4 separate regions of the Rattus norvegicus genome follow, and regions 2, 3 and 4 are each linked to region 1. Evidence: chromatin contacts called from public Hi-C data. All regions are on one chromosome and are shown on one strand. The core of a region is the stretch at or near the end of the contact, and the rest is flanking DNA. Distances in the headings are between cores, read along the strand shown.

What was found. Hi-C and Micro-C count contacts between places; a contact is called where the count stands out from the background.
Region 2: a contact with region 1 is called in a Hi-C map of kidney, with 4 times the contacts expected there. The contact joins two enhancer-like sites. A contact is called at or near these places in 4 of 12 Hi-C or Micro-C datasets (Schwann cells, kidney and liver).
Region 3: a Hi-C map of mammary epithelial cells shows a contact between it and region 1, with 2.3 times the contacts expected there. The contact joins two enhancer-like sites. A contact is called at or near these places in 2 of 12 Hi-C or Micro-C datasets (kidney and mammary epithelial cells).
Region 4: a Hi-C map of liver shows a contact between it and region 1, with 3 times the contacts expected there. The contact joins the promoter of Jarid2l1 here to the enhancer-like site in region 1. A contact is called at or near these places in 4 of 12 Hi-C or Micro-C datasets (kidney, liver, mammary epithelial cells and 1 more).

What each region holds. Positions count from the first base shown.
Region 1 is chr17:20,590,114-20,592,813 of GRCr8, forward strand. No RefSeq gene overlaps it. Among named protein-coding and RNA genes, the nearest start is that of RGD1596092, 180 kb to the right of the region's middle. Within about 2 kb of position 1,373, at least 51 of the 93 cell types and tissues checked have an H3K27ac peak or open chromatin away from gene starts, as enhancers often do. A contact at or near this core is called in kidney, liver and prefrontal cortex, where this site is marked.
Region 2 is chr17:21,033,563-21,036,262 of GRCr8, forward strand. LOC102551899 (a long non-coding RNA gene) reads right to left here. Exons shown (of 4, transcript XR_010059143.1): 2 at 2,395-2,511; 3 at 65-1,049. Among named protein-coding and RNA genes, the nearest start is that of Cd83, 78 kb to the right of the region's middle. Within about 2 kb of position 1,344, at least 52 of the 93 cell types and tissues checked have an H3K27ac peak or open chromatin away from gene starts, as enhancers often do. A contact at or near this core is called in kidney and liver, where this site is marked.
Region 3 is chr17:21,087,765-21,090,464 of GRCr8, forward strand. No RefSeq gene overlaps it. Among named protein-coding and RNA genes, the nearest start is that of Cd83, 24 kb to the right of the region's middle. Within about 2 kb of position 1,262, at least 35 of the 93 cell types and tissues checked have an H3K27ac peak or open chromatin away from gene starts, as enhancers often do.
Region 4 is chr17:20,160,909-20,163,608 of GRCr8, forward strand. Jarid2l1 (jumonji and AT-rich interaction domain containing 2 like 1) reads left to right here and starts at 1,390. Exons shown (of 3, transcript XM_063276985.1): 1 at 1,390-1,511; 2 at 1,768-2,700. The coding sequence starts at 1,390. The coding sequence ends at 2,422. It overlaps Jarid2 (jumonji and AT-rich interaction domain containing 2), which reads right to left and starts at 1,062. Exons shown (of 18, transcript NM_001427247.1): 1 at 493-1,062. The coding sequence starts at 537.

The DNA.
Region 1 (2,700 bases), core at 123-2,622:
GCCGTTCCTCAGTTCCTCAGAAGCTTCGGCTGGGTTCATGAGACCGTAAAGTGCTGAGCAAGCCAGAAGTTGCTTTTGCGCCTGTGCAAGAGCACATGCGTGCACACTTGATGGTCCTTCCTCAGGAGTGGTCCACCATCCCTCTCTGGCCTGTAACTCACCAAGTGAGGTAGGACGTCTGGCTAGTCAGCGTCAGGAACTTCCCTGTCTCCACCCCCATCAGCTTTGGGGTCACACATGCCTGGCAGCTCCCTCGCCCCAAACATAGGTCCTAGGAATCAAACTCACGTACTTGTGCTTGGAAGGAAAGCACTGTACTGAAGCCTCTCTCCAGCCCATGGCAGAAGATTGCCAGAACGGAATAGAAGGCATTCTAGCCTGCAGGGCCATCTTCCCAATCGGGAAAGGCATCCTCTGTCTTTCCCAACGACCTGTTTTTGTAACAGGATTCTTCCGGAAGGCTTGGAGTCTATCATCAGCCTTTCAAGACTCCTGGCTCTGTCATAGTTCTCTTTGGGGCTGTGTTCAGGTTCAATGGATAACAGAAGGGTGTTAGGTGGGAGCCAGCTTCAGTTACACTGAGGTTGAGAGACCAGCCAAGGTTAGGGATCTGTCCTGTCCTGTTAATTGCACCAGGGATGGTGGAGAGAGGCAGGAAAGGACTTCAGTTTTGATTGTCATGTCTGATGTGTCTTTTCACGACCCAGGCTAGTGACACGTTACCATCCTAGAAGGGACTAAAAATCTCCAATGGTGAGTTCTAAAACACACAGCCCGAACACTGCAAGAACTTAAAATTTATCGCCCTCAATTCTCTGGGCCCAACTCCAGAGGCATTGCCTCAGCTAGGCTGAGAACAGCTGTTCTAGAAGGTTCTCTTAGCCTCCAGAAACAGCTGTTTGGAATGGCGGCTTCAGACATTGAGGTTTTTGATACTATGAAAGCATTGTATCCTTGTGTGGGAAAAGGTTGTCAGAAGAGCCAAGTGAACACTTTTGATCCCCGACAAGGCAGCCACAGAGAGACTTCGTTCAAAGGTCCTTCGCGCTGACCTGCATAGAAGCTTGGATTTCACACTCCGGGTCAGAAGGAGGCGTGCTGGCCGCCCTTGAGGACAGCCAACTCCCAGCAGGTTCACTGGCTTCTCCGCCTCGGTGCATTTCCTGGGCTGTGTGGTTTGGTTTCCTGAACTGACCTATCTAGGCAGGCAGCTGACTCAGTTCTTGGCCCAAGAAGACAGGAGAACCTTACATAACCATGTAGCTGAGCTCTTGGAAGGAAAGCCCTTGCCACGTGAGGAGTGAGAGGCCAGCTCTCAATGGAGGAGGGGACTTGGTTCCCAGGCCGGCTTGGAGGGAGTGGCACCTGAGCTTGAGGCCCAGAGCTGTCGTAGTGCAGTGTTTATTTTTGAGTCATCCACAGCGCACACAGTATACATGTGACTAACAACCCCATGTCATAAAAGTTCATCCTCAGGCAAGGTTTCCATTGCTCTCTCGGGCTTGTACGAAGACTCAGTTTGAGCATTTTAAAGGATTTGCTGGTGGAATAGGGGGAAAAGAAATGAAATAAAAGGAGACATGACTACTCTTAGACTATGGAGAAAAATTTTATTGTAGATATAAGGGAGAAAGCAGGCAGAACGAAGAGTTCAGGCTGAGCATGGCCGGCAGACTAAACCGGACCTCAAGAAGAGAGAGGGGAAGGGAGAGCAAGAGAGGTAGCTCAGGCTATGAAGTGGAGATACCTAAAATGGCAGAGTTATGCAGAGACCTAAAGCTGTGGGGGAGGGAAGCCCAGCCCCTGGGAGGGAGAGGTTTAGGGTAGAGGGCATGGTGAGAAGTGCTGAGAGGAGCCACAGGTACCGAGGGATGCTGGGAGAGCTGGGAGGAGCCACAGGTACCGCAGGATGCTGGGAGAGCTGGGAGGAGCCACAGGTACCGAGGGATGCTGGGAGAGCTGGGAGGAGCCACAGGTACCGCAGGATGCTGGGAGAGCTGGGAGGAGCCACAGGTACCGAGTGAGATGTGTCTTCTTAGAATCTATTTGTAGCTCTCCCCACGCCGGTCTTTCCCTTCCTCCCTTCCCCTCCCTCCTTTTCTTCTGTGATGCTTGCAGTCTAGAATCTCATCTTACTCCATGCTTAGTCAATTGTAGATTAGAGTCTCAGTTCTTAACAAGTTGAGATGTTCCCTCTCAACTTTCATAGTTTGCATCTTGCTCATCAAAGAGGACAAACTTGACCTCACACTACTTTCCGGCTTGGGAAACGGGGGTGGGCTTACTTGCTATACTTACGGATCTAGAATTGTCCCATTAGAAAGTACTTAAAATAAGCGTGTTAAAATGGTGTGCAAGGTTTTCTGGGGGGAAAGGCGAACAAGCATCATTCACTTCATAACAGGACACCAATGACAGACCAAAGACATGATGGCAGCCTAGACTACCTTGGCAGTGGCTCTGAGCTAGGGGTTGACTTACAGAAGCATGGCTGACTACAGGGGAAAGAGCCCTGTGAACCTGGCTGAGTCTTGTGAGACTCCCTCCTCTCTCCATGAAGAAACATCTCAGTTTAGAGGAAATAGCTGCATAACGTGGTCAGTGGTGAACTGCACGGGTTCAGAGATACGGCTTATAAACATCTTCGTGTGAGATGCCATGGCCACGTTGGCAATGAACAAACTTGGTTCAGTACAATTT
Region 2 (2,700 bases), core at 94-2,593, 440 kb after region 1:
TTTAGCAACCCTCCCACCCCTCCCCTCCCAACTCCTCCCCAGTCCCATCTCCAACTTCTCTCACCGAAACAGGTAGCTGGTTCTGTGTGTCCACGGTTCCCAAAGTCCAGAACACACCTGTAAATCTCTCCAGGCGATTCTCTGGTATCCACCTACGTAGACTCTGTGCTGTTTCTTGCTGGTCTCTTCTAGATCTTTAGTTTGAAAATGAGGCATATCGACATCCTCCAAGCCAAACCCAAGACAGTCTCCACCTCTCCTGGGAGCATAGGCAGGAGGGAATAGAAATAGCCTGCCCAGTCAGGGTCCCAGCAAAAATTCCAGACTCAGTCAGATGCAAATGAATGTCAGGTTAAAGCAAACAATAGATATCTGGAAATTACCTGAGAGCGCTCAAAGGCTCTGCCCAAGTGACAGATCTGCTGCTGCCCCGTGGAATCCCAGATGTGTTTCCCTTCCCTGCGCCACATTTAGCAATGCAGCACCGATCCCCACTAATGTTGCCGTCTACCTCCCTCAGACCTAGTTCTCTCACATCACCTGAACTAGAGACAATCCTCAGAACACCCGTTTTAAAGTAAAAAACGCAGAGGGGCAGGCTTGTGCCTATGGAAGAGGGAAGCTTAGACAACAGGAAGGAGGCATATGACTCCCCCACAGGACAAGGAGAGTGGTGGGTGGTGGTTGGCGGGGGGGGGGGGGGGGGGGCGGGGACGGGGGAGTAGGCAGGCAGCCTTGAGGACTCTTAGGCCTCACAATAAATGAGGACGCCTGGCGCCTGCGGCGGGGTCAAATGGGGTCAGACAAGCTTATCCCTGCGCCTGGGAATTAAGGGTATCCTGAGGACAGCTGTAGAACAAGAGTCTCCAGGGTCCTCCCTTTCTAGGCAGGTCAGGAACCATGGAGGCAGGAACGCTATCAAGGTAGTGGCAGTGGTATTTCTCACCCATGGAAACGACGTCGAGCTCCGTGCAAAGCCCAGACGAGAGACAAAGAATAGCTGTCAGTGCTGTTCGCCTCCTCTAGAATCGATGCTTGGTGTACGGTCCCTAAAGCCAAAACCAAACCAAACACTCCTGGAAATATCAACAGACTTTGCATCTGTGACAGGTCCCCGAAACTGTTTCTCCGAGCTCGTGACAACAAATGCATGCCTTGCAAATCATCCCGGGACATCGGCGTTTCCCCCACCCCCTGCCTCCGTCTCGCCCCGGAGGACTCAAGGCCTGGGCGCATCTGCTGGAAGACTGGAAAACTTTTGCCAGGCTGGTCTTGCGCAGCCAGGGGCGTGTAGACACGCAGCACGGCACTGCCACCTTGTGGCCGGCGGCTGCATCGCGGACGACAGTTAGCAGCATCCAGCAGAGGCTAGGCAGCAGCGCACGTCCGCAGGAACGCACTAGGCTAGCAGGAGCAGGGGCGGAGCGTGCCGGAGCCGGTCACGTGGGTTAGCAACAGGCAGCAGCCAATGACAGCGCTAGTCAAGTGGCGCGTGCGCTTGGAGACTCCGGGAAGGCGTGGAAGGCTCTGCCTGCGCAGAGCAAGCTGGCTGGGGGAGTGGCTGGGGATGGTGGTTGGAGTTCCGACCTTGCTTTGGAGCTGGGGAACCAGATCTTTAGTAGAAACCCCCTGGGGGACAGCGAGTGAATGAGGAGATGGCAGAAGGGACGTGTCCTTGTCCTCCTGTGTCAGTCACTTGTTGCTTTACCAAAGCCTTAGCAACCAGTCTGTCCCCTAGATTCTTAGTGGGTTAAAACAGAATAAAGATACCCCTAGTCAGTGGCTCAATGCCATAAAACTTATTGCTACAAATGAGCATCAACACCTCACAGAGCCTAAAGGACTGGTCAGAGGAGGACAAAGCAGAGAAAGCCAGGAATTGGGTCACAGGGGGAAAAATGTTAACTTAGTTGGTTTTCATTTTCCCCAGTACAAAGAATGACTTTTGTGGTAATCCCACCGTGTTGACATAAACCAGCCCACCCTTGAACGCTGAGCTGACCACACTACACAATGTCGGATGGAGGGAATCAGAATGGCCTCTAACAAGCTCAGTCTCCAAGGGGTTCTCCTGGTTTTCAGGGCCAAGCACATTGTTTCTTGTGAATGGCCTCTCTCCCTCTCTCCCTTCTGATCATGGTTCCCCTTGCATATTGACCTCTCTGTAACAAATCCAGGATTGCCCCCCTGAGAACGTCTAACCCATTCCTGTACCTGAGGGCATTTTGAAGGACTAGAAGCTGTCACACTGTTGTCGGATGCTCTTACATAGGCAAAAATGGCCCAGCCTCCAGGATCCAGCCATCCTACTCGACTGGAGGGGTGACTTTCTAGTCGTGAATTTTATCTTCATTCAGGGTTAGATTGCCCCTGAGGGTGGTGGAAATGACCTACCTGTCAAGAGCAGGAAGCAGTTTAGGGGCTCTTCCAAGACTCTTCCTTGAGAGTAGCCCTGCCTTTCATCAACGTGGAGACCTCACTCTTTCCCAACACAGCATGTCAAGCTTGTGCCTATGAGAGAGGGAACTTGGTCAACTGGAAGGAGACATAAGACACGCACGCGCGCACACACACACACACACACACACACACACACACTGCACAAGAAGGGGGGAGGTAGCTAACCTTGAGAACTCTCCTATGTGTATGTTAACCCCTGAGTTTATCCATTACTTGATACAACAGGCCTTGTAGACCCAC
Region 3 (2,700 bases), core at 12-2,511, 500 kb after region 1:
TATTGGATAGCAGGATATGTTTTCAAATGCAAGATGTTTTAACCACCCTGGATTTGAAGGCCTCCTCATTTAAGTCATTAAGCTCTTTTCTGCAGCTTCCAGAACAAAAGGCCACAGGATGGTCAGCTTAAAACAACAACAACAACAACAACAACAACAAAAAGATACTCAGATCTGGGAGCCAGAAGTCTGGTACAATGGAGCCATGCTGCCCCTGAAGTCACTTAGGCAGGACCACCTCTAGGCTCCTCTCCCTGCTTCTGGTGTTGCCAGCAATCCTTGACATTCACAGGCTTCGTGGATGCATCACGGGCAGTGTTACCTCTGACCTCACTGGGCCTTTCTAATTTTTTTTAATTTTTTTTTTCAGAGCTGAGGACTGAACCCAGGGCCTTGCGCTTGGTAGGCAAGCACTCTACCACTGAGCTAAATCCTCAACCCCGGGCCTTTCTTTTTTCTGTGTGACTACCTGTGCCTGTGCCCAAATTCCCCCTCTTTTATATGGACATCGACCTAAGCACTAGCATCTCACGGGCATTACATTTTCAAAGACCTTACCTCCAGAGTAGGTTGTGTGAATAGGTACCAGAGGGGAAGACTTCAGTAGACCCTCTTTGGAGGACATAGTTTGATGCACCTATATTCAAGATGGAATACTATTCCACCTAGCAGTTCTGGACATGTATGCGGAAATCAAAGCCAACTCTTGTATGTCTGTTTCCCTGAATTTGAACATTCTCTCCTGGGATGGGGAGGGGGTGGGGGGAGCTCATAAGACTCAGGGAGCAAATTGACAAGATTATAAAAGCTCATAAAAATCACAGAATTCACAAGCCCCTCCCGCAAGATTATAGCAGCAAGAAACAATGGCTGAGAGAAAGGTCTCGGCAGTGAGGCTAACTGCAAATTGTGAGTCGTCACCCACAATGCAGTGGTCTTCTCTGTAATGGAGTTGCCTGTGATTCAGCCACAAGTTATTATCAATAACCAAAGCCAACTCATTGCGTGGACAAGCTAGACTTGTGCAGGATCACGTCTTTGGTCTGTGGCGGATGCCTGTCTAGATAACTAGTCACGTCTTCCTAGGAAATGCCACATGAGAGTCACTATTTACAAAAAGCAGTTTGTAGTGACTTACCTTGGTATGTGGTGACGAAGCCTCTGAGGAGACCATATCACCATCCAACTCCGGTGCAGCTGGCCCACTCACTTACACATAACTTGGCTCCTACTGGGGAGTCACCAGACCACTTCCTTATCCCGGGGAAGACTGTACACCTGACCACAGCCTTGGGCTCACAGGGAAATGTCCCCACTTCTGAGTCTGCAATCCACAGGCATGCAGCATGGCCTATTTCCAACTTCGCTCCATGCCGACACTCCTGGTCCCACCACCCCCTGCCAATTGGAAACAGTGACACACAGTCATCTCGCGGGGCCGTCGGGCAATTTAATTAATGTTTATAAAGCACTCTGAGGTCTTCAGATAAAAACTGCTGTGTAAGAGCAAAATTATTGTTAGTTCTCAGCCTCCTCGTCCCCTGACTTCTGACATGGGTCTTTGTTGTTCCTGAATGGGAGTCGTTGACAGGCTGTCCAGCTGGCTTTGGGGGTGGGGGAAGACTTGGGCAAATACGTACACATTTACAGATTGTTTTTCTTCCCCCTTGGAAAAAAGCATTCCAAGCCTGTGGGGCGTCTCAAAGCTTTTCGGTGTCTGAATTTCTCCCTACTTGCCTCTGGTAAGTGCTGTAATCTGTGAGAGTAGATTGTAAACAGGCCACTTTGGCAAAGCATCAGGGGGAAGATGGTCAATTGGAAGAAATAGTGCCTCTTATAATGAAGCAAAAACAGTATCCCTTACACATGCGACATCTAAATGAACCTCTAAGTGGGGTCCAGTTCCTCTGCCCAGAGGGGAATACCGTACGTGTTTATGCATTGAAAGGAAACGAGAGTAGAAGCCTTAGTGCCCGAGCTCCAACTCCTTCCCTCACCCTAACTTCTCAGAAACCATGGAAACAGATACACCCAGCTTCGATGATGCTCTCCTGAGAGTCCTTTGTGACTTCACTGTATGCTGCCCGGAATCCCCTGAGTTAAATAAAGAAGTGGAAAGGAGAAGAGAGACATTCAAGGGAAATACCTTGTCTCTGAAGGACAGAGGGTCCTGTGTGGGATGTGTGAAGGTCCACAGCGATGAGCAGTGCTCTGTAGCTCTGTTTTCCTTTCTCCCTTGCACATTTATACCCATCCCCCAGACATACCCATCACACAGCCCAAAGGGCGCCCCTTGATTTATCATCATAGTATGTTGGTGTGTTTACTCAGATTTAGCTACTTTTAAATTTTTAAGGAGTAATTGCATAACTCAAAATCAGTAGAGCAGAGAACCAAGGAAAGACTCTGGTGCCTGTTATATAGTTGAAAACGCACAAACGTCAACCGATGATCGAGAACTCAGAGGATTCATGCTGTGCTCTGGAAGGCAGCTGGTCAATAGACACCATGTTACATAAGGAGAACAGACATCAGGGATATTCTTCAAGGTCAGAGAAGACCAAAGCCAGCTTGGAGCATATCATTAATGGCAGACTTGGCTTGATAGCTCCAGGAGCAGCTGGGAAACATGGAGACGTCTTCTGTGCCCTTAGATGGTTCAGCTCTGCCTGCTCTGTGGAGGTAAGGTGAAAGACGTTG
Region 4 (2,700 bases), core at 140-2,639, 430 kb before region 1:
CCAAAAACGGCCACATATATTAAATGTGCAAGATCGCCATAATCGTACTCTGAATTGCAACTTAAAGAGCTTCCAACACACACACCTTACACGATTTTCCAAATAACACTAATAACCGGCTCATTTGTATGCAAAGTGCAATATGGGGCCAAATCCTCCCGAGAATGCAGTTAGATCACTGCAGCCCCCCCCCCCCACACACACACACACAGAACCCCAACCTCCACCAAAACCCCTTGCCTTTCATCTAAAGTACATTAACGTTGTGTCATTCGAGGTCAATTTATATACTTGAGGTATCTGTACACCAGTCTGTTTTCTCAACCAAACTAGGCAGACACGACTTTGCCTGAAAAGCCCTTTCGGAAAAAGAAAGAGCCTTATCGGACGCTACGTTTAGAACCTTTCAGCTGCAGAATTATCTATAAACTTGACATTCACAGCCATCGCTTAAAACTGCAAGCCAAAGGATGTGTTGTTAGGAGCACTTACGTATTTCTTCTGAATGATATTCCTCTTGGGTCTTTCCTTGCTCATTCTGAGATCCAAATGCTGATTGCAAAAGGGGACAATTGCTTCATGAATTTAAAGCCGTCAGAAATTTGCAAAAAAATATCCTGGTGGTTTTTATTGTTGGTGGTGGTGGTTGATCTTGTAATCCGACTTTTCTTCCTCTTCCCCCAAAGCCAGATTCGCCTTGAAATAAATCCGAAATTGAGAAGGATAAAAGAAAAAAAATAAAAAGAGCCAAAGACGAACGAAGCAAACAAGAAAAATTCACTTTAGTAAAACACTCATAATGGAAAATTTCCCCCGAAACATACAACAGACACAAAAAAAAAGAAAAAAAGAAAAAAAAACCGACGCCCTTCACTCCCCCCCTTTTTCTTCCAAAAACTACATCAGCGAAACGTGAAGGTCCTTAGCATCTGATCTGTAGTTACATCTTGAAAAAGAAAAAGGAAAGATAAATTTAAAACGTTGGAAGTCACGTTTGTGCTGCAGCAGCAGTGCGAGCAGAAGAGTCAACTCCAGCGGCGGCGGCGGCGGCGGCAGCACCACAGCGGAGGGCTCGCCGAGTCTCTTTTTTCCAAGCCCCCTAACCAATGAGAGAGAGGCTATCCAGCCCAACTTTAAATGGACTCTGCTTTTATACAAGTTAGGGCTCCTCGGCTAATTCGCCATCTCTCGCCAGCCGAAAACTCCCACAGCTGAGCCCCCGCACGCCTGCCTACCCTTTGCCCACAAACCCTGGCCCAGTGCAGAGAACTCCCGCAGCCCCGTCGACGAGACCCCGGAGAGGCCTCAGCGAATCCTTTGCGGGCCGCCCGTCAGGCGCCTCTCCCATGCCGAGCCCAGTCCTGGAATTGAGAGAGGCTCCCTAGCTCAATGCATGGCACGCTCGGTCGCTCCACCTCAGCCCCTTTCCCCCCGGCAGTCCGCTCACCCAACAGTCGCCGCATGCAAGCCTTCGCCACTGCCCTCACGTCTACCTGCAGCCGGGCAGCAGGGTACCACTGCCCCAGGACGCCCGGCCCGGGGGAGAGCCGCCTATTCCCGGGGCACCTTAGAATAGTCCCCTTGATCTTCTGGAAGTTGTAGTCCCTTGACTACAAAATGGCTATGGCCACGGAAGCTAAGAACTACAATTCCCAGCGTGCCCCACACCTCCTGTCACTCAACTCCCTTCCCTGAGGTCTCCCCCTCCCCCTTCCCCAGCCCTGCCAACAAACGCTTGGACGTGTCCCGCGTGCGACACTGCTAGAGGGTGGCTCGGGATTGGCCCGCGGAGCGTGTGGTCCGGGAGCGAGGAACTCCCCACGCCGGCCCGCCCCCAGTCCCCTCCCCGCGGGCCGCCGGCCCGGCCCCGCGCGCCCCGCCCCCACCCCGGGCGCGAACCGCCTGTGGAATCGAGGAATCGCGCGCGAGAGCGCGCCGCGGGCCCGCGAGGGAAAGCCGCCAGGCTTCCCCGGGGAAGGCCTCGGAGCGTGGCGGCGCGGGGGGCGGTGTCAGCGAGGGCTTGGAGCGGGTCCTAAGCAAAAAAAAAAAAAAAAAAAAACTGGGCCACGCACCAAGAGGAATCCTCGGTGCGAACTCGCTGATCGGCGGCGTCTGCTGCTTCTGCCGTTGCAGGCGGTGTCACCTCAGGACAGCGCCCGTGTGCCGAGCAAACGCCGCGCGGCCGGCCGGGGTGGTCCGAGGTCACGGCTTAACGCCGGCCGGCGGCCGCACGCGAGCCCACGCGCGGAGCGGAAGGGAGGGCAGCCTCTGGGCTAGGCACGCGGCCTCGTGGTCGCCAGCCCGCGTATCTCCGGCCGGCGCGACACTAGGCCAGCGCTGGTGGCTCGGAGGTGAAGCCCCGCCGTCTCTGAAGACGGTTAAGGGGGTCTTTACCCTCAAGACTAGGGCTGTCCGCGAGTGAGACTCAAACGCTGAGGTGAAAACATCCGCGGAATATGGAGACCGAACCACACACAGGCCGACCGTAAGGAAACGTCTCGAACACTGAGTGCCCAAAAGACCAACGGTCTGTGCCCCACAGCCTTACCTGCCCCAGCCCCTGCCCAGGCTCGCCAGTCGCTCAGATCAATGGATCGCAGGCCCTGCTGTCGCTCTCTGGGGCATTCGCACTCGCAGTAACTTTATCAAGTCTCACGGCAGCTTCTGCGCTAATTTCCTGGTTCTAACCTATGGTCTTCA